3 separate regions of the Rattus norvegicus genome follow, and all the other regions are linked to region 2. The links are chromatin contacts, called in public Hi-C maps. All regions are on one chromosome and are shown on one strand. The core of a region is the stretch at or near the end of the contact, and the rest is flanking DNA. Distances in the headings are between cores, read along the strand shown.

Region 1 (2,700 bases), core at 81-2,580, 91 kb before region 2:
GTGTGTGTGTGTGTGTGTGTGTGTGCGTGCGTGCGTGTGCGTGTGCACGCATGCGTGCGTGTGCGTGTGCACGCATGCGTGCGTTCTCCATAAACGTATGGGGTGAGTCAGAAAAGCAACAGGACACGTTTTCGACAGCACTGGGTAGAAATAATGAGAGCCATCCTCACACTCCGCTCCTCCTCTGTGCAGGGCCAGGTGTGTGCTGAACTCCTGTGGTTTTCCCAGCAACCCTACAAAGAGCATCATCCCATCCTCCTTTGTGGGACGAATATACTCAGCTTCAGAGAGAGTCATAATGTCTCCAAGCGTACCCAGCTGGGAAGCCATGGGATGAGATTAGAACCTAATGGGAGCCAAGAAAGACAGGCAGACAATCCAGGGTTCTCTGATAGAAAACCTCCCTCCCTCTCCCCTCCCCTCTCCCTCCCCTGCCTCCCCCTCCATCCTCCCTGGCTCCCTTCTTCCTTCCTCTTTCCATGTGAGAGAGCATAAATATGTTTATGGCTGAGGAGGAGCTGCAGAAGATGAACAATTAGCAGGGAACAACAATAAAGCAAAGACCTGGGAGGGGAGTGGCACTTGGTGGAAGGACTGCAAGAGAGGCCAGGCGGTATGAATCCACCCTTGACCTATCCTCCTCTTCTGAGGGAGGGTCATTGCTGGCTCTCTCCCTAAGGAGGAACTTGGATGGCTGCTGGGGACAGAGAACCAGTTTTACAGTTACTGCTGGGATCAGTTGCGAGCCCCAGTTAAGGGAACTGCTGTAGTAATGGCCCAAAGAGCCACTCGTTCAGGGGAGGGCTGCTCTGAAAACCCATGAGGCCAAGTTCTGGTTCTGTCTGCAAGCCTGTAACGGTGGGTTTCCAGGCCCCCTTGGGATTTCTACTGTCTGATAGAAAAGCCAATGGAGACCTGTTCTCCTAGTGTAGGGGGTGAAGGTGCCTGGCTGGAGACTCCCTGTGGCTCCTGGGGACAGATTCCCCTACAATAAGCATAAAAGCCCCACAGGTTTCAGAGCGGGGATCCATGTGAACTGATTAGCCTGCGACTGTGTGATTTCGACAGACTCTGTGCCTTCTGCTCATCCCTCATAATACATTCCAGTTACTAGAAAGGCCTGTGGTGCTGTTGATCTCCACCGGGGTCTCCAGCCAGCTCCAACACTGAGGACTGCCTTCAGGCAGTGCAGTCCATCACAATGGCAGAACCCAGAACACATCCGGAGCAGCCTGGCTGACTGGCTGCAGGCAGCTTGTTCCCTGCCCTCTCCAAGGATCTGGGATTTATTTAGCCCGTTTCCGTGGCAGCACTGGTGGCAGCAGCAGCATCTGCTTCCCCACGAGTCTGAATGAATCACGGCCACCCACGCTAACCCTTGGCACAGCACAACCCTGCTGGGGACCACAGATAATAAGGCAGCGGAGAGATGCCATGCGCTTTCCACTGCCTTGTGGCTTTCTGCCCTTGGTCAGACTCTGTAAAGACAGTGCACTGGGCAGGGCTCTAAGAAGGACTCACCTACCCAGAAGTCTGGAAGGCTCTCCCAAGAGCTGTCAGATCTGCTTCCACTAAATTCTGGGTGGTTTACCTTGGCGCTGCCAGTAGCAGCAAGGCTTCTTAGGAGAGGGCTGTAGGACTTTGGTCTCCAAGTCCTGAGCTCTTAACCATCCAAGTTTCACACTGTATGATGTTCTCTCCCCAGAGCTGGCTTTGAACCCATATTGACTTCTGAGTTCTCTGGCTCTCAGTGCAGCTCTTCCTCTCTGGGGAGCAGCCTCTCAAACTGGATTCTTTCTCAGACTTTCCTCTAAAATGTACTTTCCCTTCATCCTTCTTGCTGCAGGTTTCTTGGGGTAGGAAGGGGTGTTAGTTCACCCATATCATCAGTGGCTAAAGGAAGCATGAGGCTAATCTTAGAGGTGTGTTCCCCTTACCTTCTGAGCAGGGAAGCATCGCCTTGGAGTTTGCTCAAATCCACATTCCCCACCATATCCCAGTTAAACTACATTGGAAACTCTGGGGTGCTGTGACAATCTGTAAATAAGTCTTCGAGGAGACTCCGAGGCATGGCAGAGTTCGTGGTCTGAAGAAAGGGTAGCGTCCTTGCCTTCTCCATGTGGGGATTTGGTCCGTGCTTCTGCATGGGCTCCCAGTACAGCTGCAAACATCTCTGTTGTGTGTGAGGCACCCTGAGGGAAAGGGGCTTGAGAAGCCAAAGATTCAATTTGTCCTGACTCTGGGCCCAGGAGTCCTCCAATATCTCTTCTCCAGATTACCCAAGTCACATGGAAAGGAACCCATGTGGTTTTCTTATATGGAAGGGCAGTATCTCACCTACTGTGGAAAGGGCCTTGAGGGAAACAGAAAACCCTCTTTGGGAGGGAACAATCAGGCCTTTGAGTATCCCCATGAGCTGAAGAGCTCTGCTGGAGGAAAAGGCGCTGGAGAGCCAGGTACATTCATTCCTCTTGTTAGCTTTGTTTTTGACATTCACTCCTTGCCCCGTGCTAAGTCTAATAAGTGGTCTTCACCTCAGAGAACTTACCAGGGGGGCAAATGATCCCAAAGTCTGAGTGACTTAACAGAGCAAAGGCTTGTGCTGTAAATGCTTCCTGCCCTAAGAGGGCATCTTCGGCCTCATTTAAGCCTTCTCTTTGGAGACATGATGGAGAGCCACCATCTTAAGCTGCTTTTGTC
Region 2 (2,700 bases), core at 101-2,600:
CATATAGTAAGGTCCTTTAGGTTTCTATGTGTATGGGATTGAGTTAACAGTTTCCTCATATTGATATTGACATTTAAAGATCAATTTTTGGGGCTGGGGATTTAGCTCAGTGGTAGAGCGCTTACCTAGGAAGCACAAGGCCCTGGGTTCAGTCCCCAGCTCCGAAAAAAAGAACCAAAAAAAAAAAAAAAAGATCAATTTTTTAATGGTGAGTTCTGTTATACACTATGGAATCTATATTTATTCATCTTTGTTGACATCAAAACTTCATGTTTCTATCAACAGCAGGATATTATTTAGTAAAACAAAAATCACCACAGAAAAATTTCTCCAATTTAGAAATAAAATGAGATTTCAAACAATAGCCTTTTGGAATATATATCATGTCTATGCCTGGTGTTCTTGGAGGGTGTCAGGTCTCCTGGAACTGGAATTATAGTTGTTGGCCCACCAAATGGAAGCTGGAAATTGAACATCAGTCATCTGGAAGAGCCGCTGTGCTTTACTTAATCCCAGAGTCATCTGTCCAATCCCTCAATAACGTTTTGTAATCAGGTATAAAGGTATAATCTGAGGATTCATAATTTAAGTTTTGTTTCCTGTTCCCTTCTACCGTGAACCAGGTTTTTACAAAGAGAAAAGAAACATGTAACCACAGGGAAAAAAAAGATTGAAACAGAAACCAGAGTTTAGCAGTGTAAAAAACTTGACTGTGGTGCAGAAACTGACATAAATTCCAGGTACTCTTTGGGGTTGGGCAAAGTAGAGTGACTGTGGACACACAAGGACTATTACCTTCATTTTCAACAACAGACATACAGTACCTACTAGGGTACAAAGCCCGCTGAGAATACCAACATGAGTGAGCTACATGCGCAAGAAGCCATCTCGTGGGGGCGTTAGGATGGGGAAAAGAAAGCATAGTGCGGGGGCTGGAGATGAGATTACACAGGAAGGCTCATAAACTGAGTACATGGTGGACATTTAGAAGTAGAGAGATGCGCTGACTTCTAAAGCCCCAGAGCTTCTCTGGCCAAATGCTCCCACCTCCGAGAAGCAGGTCTATGGAAGCCCTGCATCCTCCTCCAGCCTCCCCTTCCCCACCGCTAGGCTTGGGGCAGCGGAGGAGGCAGGTGAAAACTGCACTCGGCTGTCGAGTCGTCATGACAACCAGAAGTTCAACGGCCCTCACTACCCGGCTTCCACTTCCCCCGGCCCGAGCTTGGGCTTCTAATCTCGCGAGACTTGCCTGAGCGCAGAACCCCGCCGCGGTGATCTCACCCGAGACTGAAGGAGGGAGGAGAGGAGGGAGGGAAGGGATGGGGCGGGGAGAAGGGCCAGTGCAGCGCCGCCACCGCCGGCAACTTTGTGAGCGAGTTCAGTACGTGCGTGAGCGAGTGAGCGGAAAGTCAGTGCGGCCCCGTGTCCCGGGGGGGAGGGAGGGAGGGTGGGCCCGGGAGACCTCCCGCAGCGCGCTCATCGCCGCCGTCCGGGACTCCCTTCCCGCGCTGTCCCTCCGCGGGTCCTCCAGTCCCGGTGGGCAGTTACCTGTCCCCTCCCCCGCGGCCACGCAACTCCCCTCCTCCCCCCACGGCGCCCAGCACCGTGTTCCGTAGCCCGGACTCTCCCCGGGCGCCGCTCGCTCGTTCCCCGGAGCCGGCGGGCGGGATGAGGGGTTCGGGGGTGCGAGCCGGGGTCCCGGCTTCTGCACAATAGTTGATGCCCCGGGACTAATCACTTCGGCCTCCGCAGCTCACGGAGTGCGGCCGCTGCGGGGACCTCCTCGGAGCGAGGCTGGGGAGCTGTGCTAATCCTGCCCGGGCGGCCCCTTCGCCCGGCGCTCGGAGCCTCAGATCTCCACAGAGGAGGCGGCGAGCGAGCGCGCCCCGACCGTCTGCACGCTTTCTCTTTCTCCCCAGGGAGAGCGCGCGGACGACGCGCCCCGGACGCGCGGCAGCACCGGGAAGCCCAGGCCAAGCGGTAAGTGGCTCAGGAGGGCAGGGCTGGGGGGGGGCGGGGCGGCACTACTGACAGTCCCCCCCTCCGCCCCCGGCTTGGGATTCGCGGTCTGGAGCTGGACGCTCACAGCGGCTGAAAGTTAGATTTCCGATTTAGTGGCGTGCTGGGGATCGCGGTCCCGGCGGGGGCGAGTCTGCACTTCACCGCGCACTGCGCGCGCGCACGTTCGCCCCTCGGGATCCGGATCGGCACCCCTAGAGGCCCGGATCCCCGCATCCCCGCCCGGTGGCCGTGCTTACCCTTCGGCTCCGGGCTCCTCGGAGCGATCCTTCCCCATCCGTCACTCGGTGAGCTCTTTGCAGGTGTGCTGCAGGGGCCAAGGCCCAGTGGGTTAATGGTGGGGAAAGGAAAGATTCGGGTGCGGGCTCAAGGGTGTTAATTTCTCTCCTGGGAGATCCTGGGGACTGAGATGGGGTTGGGGGATGCTCCAACCTGCGTTCCTTGGAGGAAGGAAACCGTCATAAGGTTGGAGAGGCATGAGGGTGCTGTCTGTATACAGAACTTTTTCTTTCCTTGCCCTTTCCAACTTCGCTCCTGACCTTAAAGGCAACTTGCCAGGTTCATAAGTCGCTCCATGGCATTTCAATGTGGGCAAGCTATCGCGTTGGGCAGATTGAAATTTCATCGGGGCTCACCGAGTCCAAAACCAGAGGCACGGGAAATAGCTAGCTTTCAAGGGAG
Region 3 (2,700 bases), core at 135-2,634, 100 kb after region 2:
AGGCATGAGCCTCGGAGAGACATGCATTTTCAGTCCACTGCGGTACGTTCTCTGGAAGTCAGTTAATGCCCTTGTGAGGGTTGGTTCTCAGGCATCCCCTTTATTTTCCAGTCACAAACATGAGACTTTAAATGGGACAGGGTATTTTCTGTGACTGCTCACATTCTGGGCTGAAGAGTAGAGGGACGAGGAAGAGAGCAACAGAGAAAGAGAGAGAGAGAGAGAGAGAGAGAGAGAGAGAGAGAGAGAGAGAGAGTGTGTGTGTGTGTGTGTGTGTGTGTGTGTGTGTTCCTGTTCCTTAAAGCTGTAGATCAGTGTTGTCCCTGACTGCCATGCTTTGAGAGTGCCTCAGCCTGGGAAGAGAAGAAAGAGAAGAGGAGAAACACGGGTCATGGAAATCCCCTCCTTAGCTTTCCAGCCAGAGCTTAGAGCCTGGGCTATCCCAAAAGCCTGGATGTGGGATATGTTCTTCTAAGTGGGCTGCCTTGTCTGGCCTAGTGGGAGAGGATGCACGTAGTGTCGTGGAGATGGACCAGGGTTGGGGTATGCGCAGAGGGCCCTACCTGCTCAGAAGAGGGGGGTGCACTGCGGTATTATAGGAGGGGGTGACTGGGAGGGGGCAGTGAGTGGAATGTGAAGTGAATAATAAAATAAAAATAATAAAAAACAATTATTTGAATAAAAAAGAAGCACCATAATGGAAATATAAGAAAATAAGTACTTCTCTATCACAATCAAACTAAAAAAGAAAAAGAGAAGAAACATGGCCAGTGGGAATCCCCTCCTCAGTTCCGCAACCAGAGGTCAGAGGGTTGATGTGCTCCCTCTGACCTCCTGTTTGGGTCAGGCCTTCTTATATGAGTCTCACCCATGCACAGGGCAGAGTGGGCCTCTGCTTCTCTTACTCCTTGCACTTATAGCCTTTGTGCTTGCTGAACCCACTGCAGTGTTTGGCAGAGCCTCCAAGAAGCTGCTTCATAGCTGGGCGGTGGTGGCAAAAGCTTTTAATTCCAGCACTCAAGAGGCAGAGGCAGGAGGATCTCTGAATTTGAAGCCAACCTGCTCTACAGAACAAGTTCCGGGATAGCCAGGGCTACACAGGAAAAAAAAAAAAAAAAGAAAAAGAGAAAACGTTGGGAAAAAAAGCCGCTTCATGAGTTACGTTGTGGTTATGGCTGCCTGAGTAGAGGAGCTGGACTGTGTATGACTCTTTGATCTTGCCCTGGAATCAGTCCCTATCATGGTTAAATACAGATTTAGAGTTGTGCTTGGGGTGCGTGGCAGAGACCTTGAAATAATAGGCTCTCTGTGCAGAGCTGTTTCACAGACTTAGTCCTCTGTCGACTGCATTGTCCAAGACGCAAGCCATGTGGGAAGCTGCCAGTTGTGGAATCACTGTTAACATTTCAGTGGCTCTCGTCTTCTTCCTGTCGACAATAGGAGGACAGTATAAGGCAGCCATTGATGAGTGCTGTCTCATGTTTGACTTCTTGTGAGAACGGTGTCTGGAGTGTCCTGTCCTCCCTGTTCTGTCCCCATCTCTTGTCACAGCATCGCTGGCTTGGTTTCTGATACTTATGAATTTAGTTGAGTTCCTTCTGTGACATGAATTAATCTGCCTTCATTCTAACCCCCTTTGTCAGAGCCAAAAGGGGAATTTGAGAACATGGGGAGATGAGAAAGGAGAGGGTGTTCACAAGTCTCTTCATTCTCTAATGACTTTTAAAAGTTGTGAAATAAATATTATCCACACAGCTGGTGAAAAATAACTACAGTTTAGTAGATTCCTAGTGGAAATGGCTCCATGGTCTAGAAATTAACCAATTTATTTTAGGTTATTGTTTATCAGTAGAAACCCATTAAAATCAGTATGGAAGGAATTTTATATAGTTGATCATAAATCTCTTGAACTCAACCTCAGGAGGCCTTGTTAATGGAGTCACAGCAGGGAATAGGAACAGATAACTAGGAAGGCCTAATATAAGGTAATTAAGAATAACTCACTCGGCATTTAAATTATAGAAAATGAGAGTAAAATATAAAGCTAAAGATGGTTGACAGTTGTGCACTATCTTTAGCGATACCACACTTTAGTGATCTTGTATTCCGGTTGTTTGCTGTGCTTTTGTTATTTAAGACTAATGGTAGGAACCTTTGTGGAACACAAGTACTGCCCCGTCCTCTGCCTTACATGCTTTGTCTCATGACTTGCTGACAAGAACCTCCTCAGACTGACCTGATGAATGGGGAGCACGTGATGCAAAAGAGGTCAGTCATGGGGTTAGAGGTCAAATAGTTTGCCTCTAGACATTCTGCCCTTACCTGGTTAGCCTAACATTCCCTGGGTGTTAGTTGTGGTATAGCTTAGTGGCCAGGATGCGTCCTAGTGTGCTGGCTAGGTTTGGTTACTTAACACAAGCTAGAGTCATCTGGGCAGAGGGGTCTCAGTTGAGATGCCTTTATAGAAGATTCACAAGAAAAGTTGAGAAAGCCGTGAGAAGTAAGCCAGTAAGCAGCACACCTTCATGGCTTTTGCTTCAATTTCTGTCTTGAGTTTCTGCCCTGGCTTCCTGAGTGACAGAATGGGACCTTAGAGTTATAAGATGAAATAAACACATCCTTCCCCAAGTTGCTGTTGTTCATGGTGTTACGTCACAGCAACAGAAACCTCACCCTGGGGAGCTCCCATGAGCAGGACTC

The links. A called contact is a pair of places that touch in the nucleus more often than the background predicts.
Region 1: a contact with region 2 is called in a Hi-C map of Schwann cells, with 2.1 times the contacts expected there. The contact joins the enhancer-like site here to the promoter of Sipa1l1 in region 2. A contact is called at or near these places in 2 of 12 Hi-C or Micro-C datasets (Schwann cells and frontal cortex).
Region 3: a contact with region 2 is called in a Hi-C map of Schwann cells, with 2.8 times the contacts expected there. The contact joins the enhancer-like site here to the promoter of Sipa1l1 in region 2. A contact is called at or near these places in 1 of 12 Hi-C or Micro-C datasets (Schwann cells) and 1 of 1 datasets of contacts at active chromatin or transcription factors (oligodendrocytes).

The regions. Positions count from the first base shown.
Region 1 is chr6:107,478,366-107,481,065 of GRCr8, forward strand. No RefSeq gene overlaps it. Among named protein-coding and RNA genes, the nearest start is that of Sipa1l1, 91 kb to the right of the region's middle. Within about 2 kb of position 1,331, at least 49 of the 93 cell types and tissues checked have an H3K27ac peak or open chromatin away from gene starts, as enhancers often do. A contact at or near this core is called in Schwann cells, where this site is marked.
Region 2 is chr6:107,569,288-107,571,987 of GRCr8, forward strand. It overlaps Sipa1l1 (signal-induced proliferation-associated 1 like 1), which reads left to right and starts at 1,351. Exons shown (of 25, transcript NM_001389245.1): 1 at 1,351-1,408; 2 at 1,920-1,980.
Region 3 is chr6:107,671,672-107,674,371 of GRCr8, forward strand. The region is part of intron 4 of Sipa1l1 (signal-induced proliferation-associated 1 like 1); the gene reads left to right. Among named protein-coding and RNA genes, the nearest start is that of Sipa1l1, 100 kb to the left of the region's middle. Within about 2 kb of position 1,385, at least 3 of the 93 cell types and tissues checked have an H3K27ac peak or open chromatin away from gene starts, as enhancers often do. A contact at or near this core is called in Schwann cells, where this site is marked.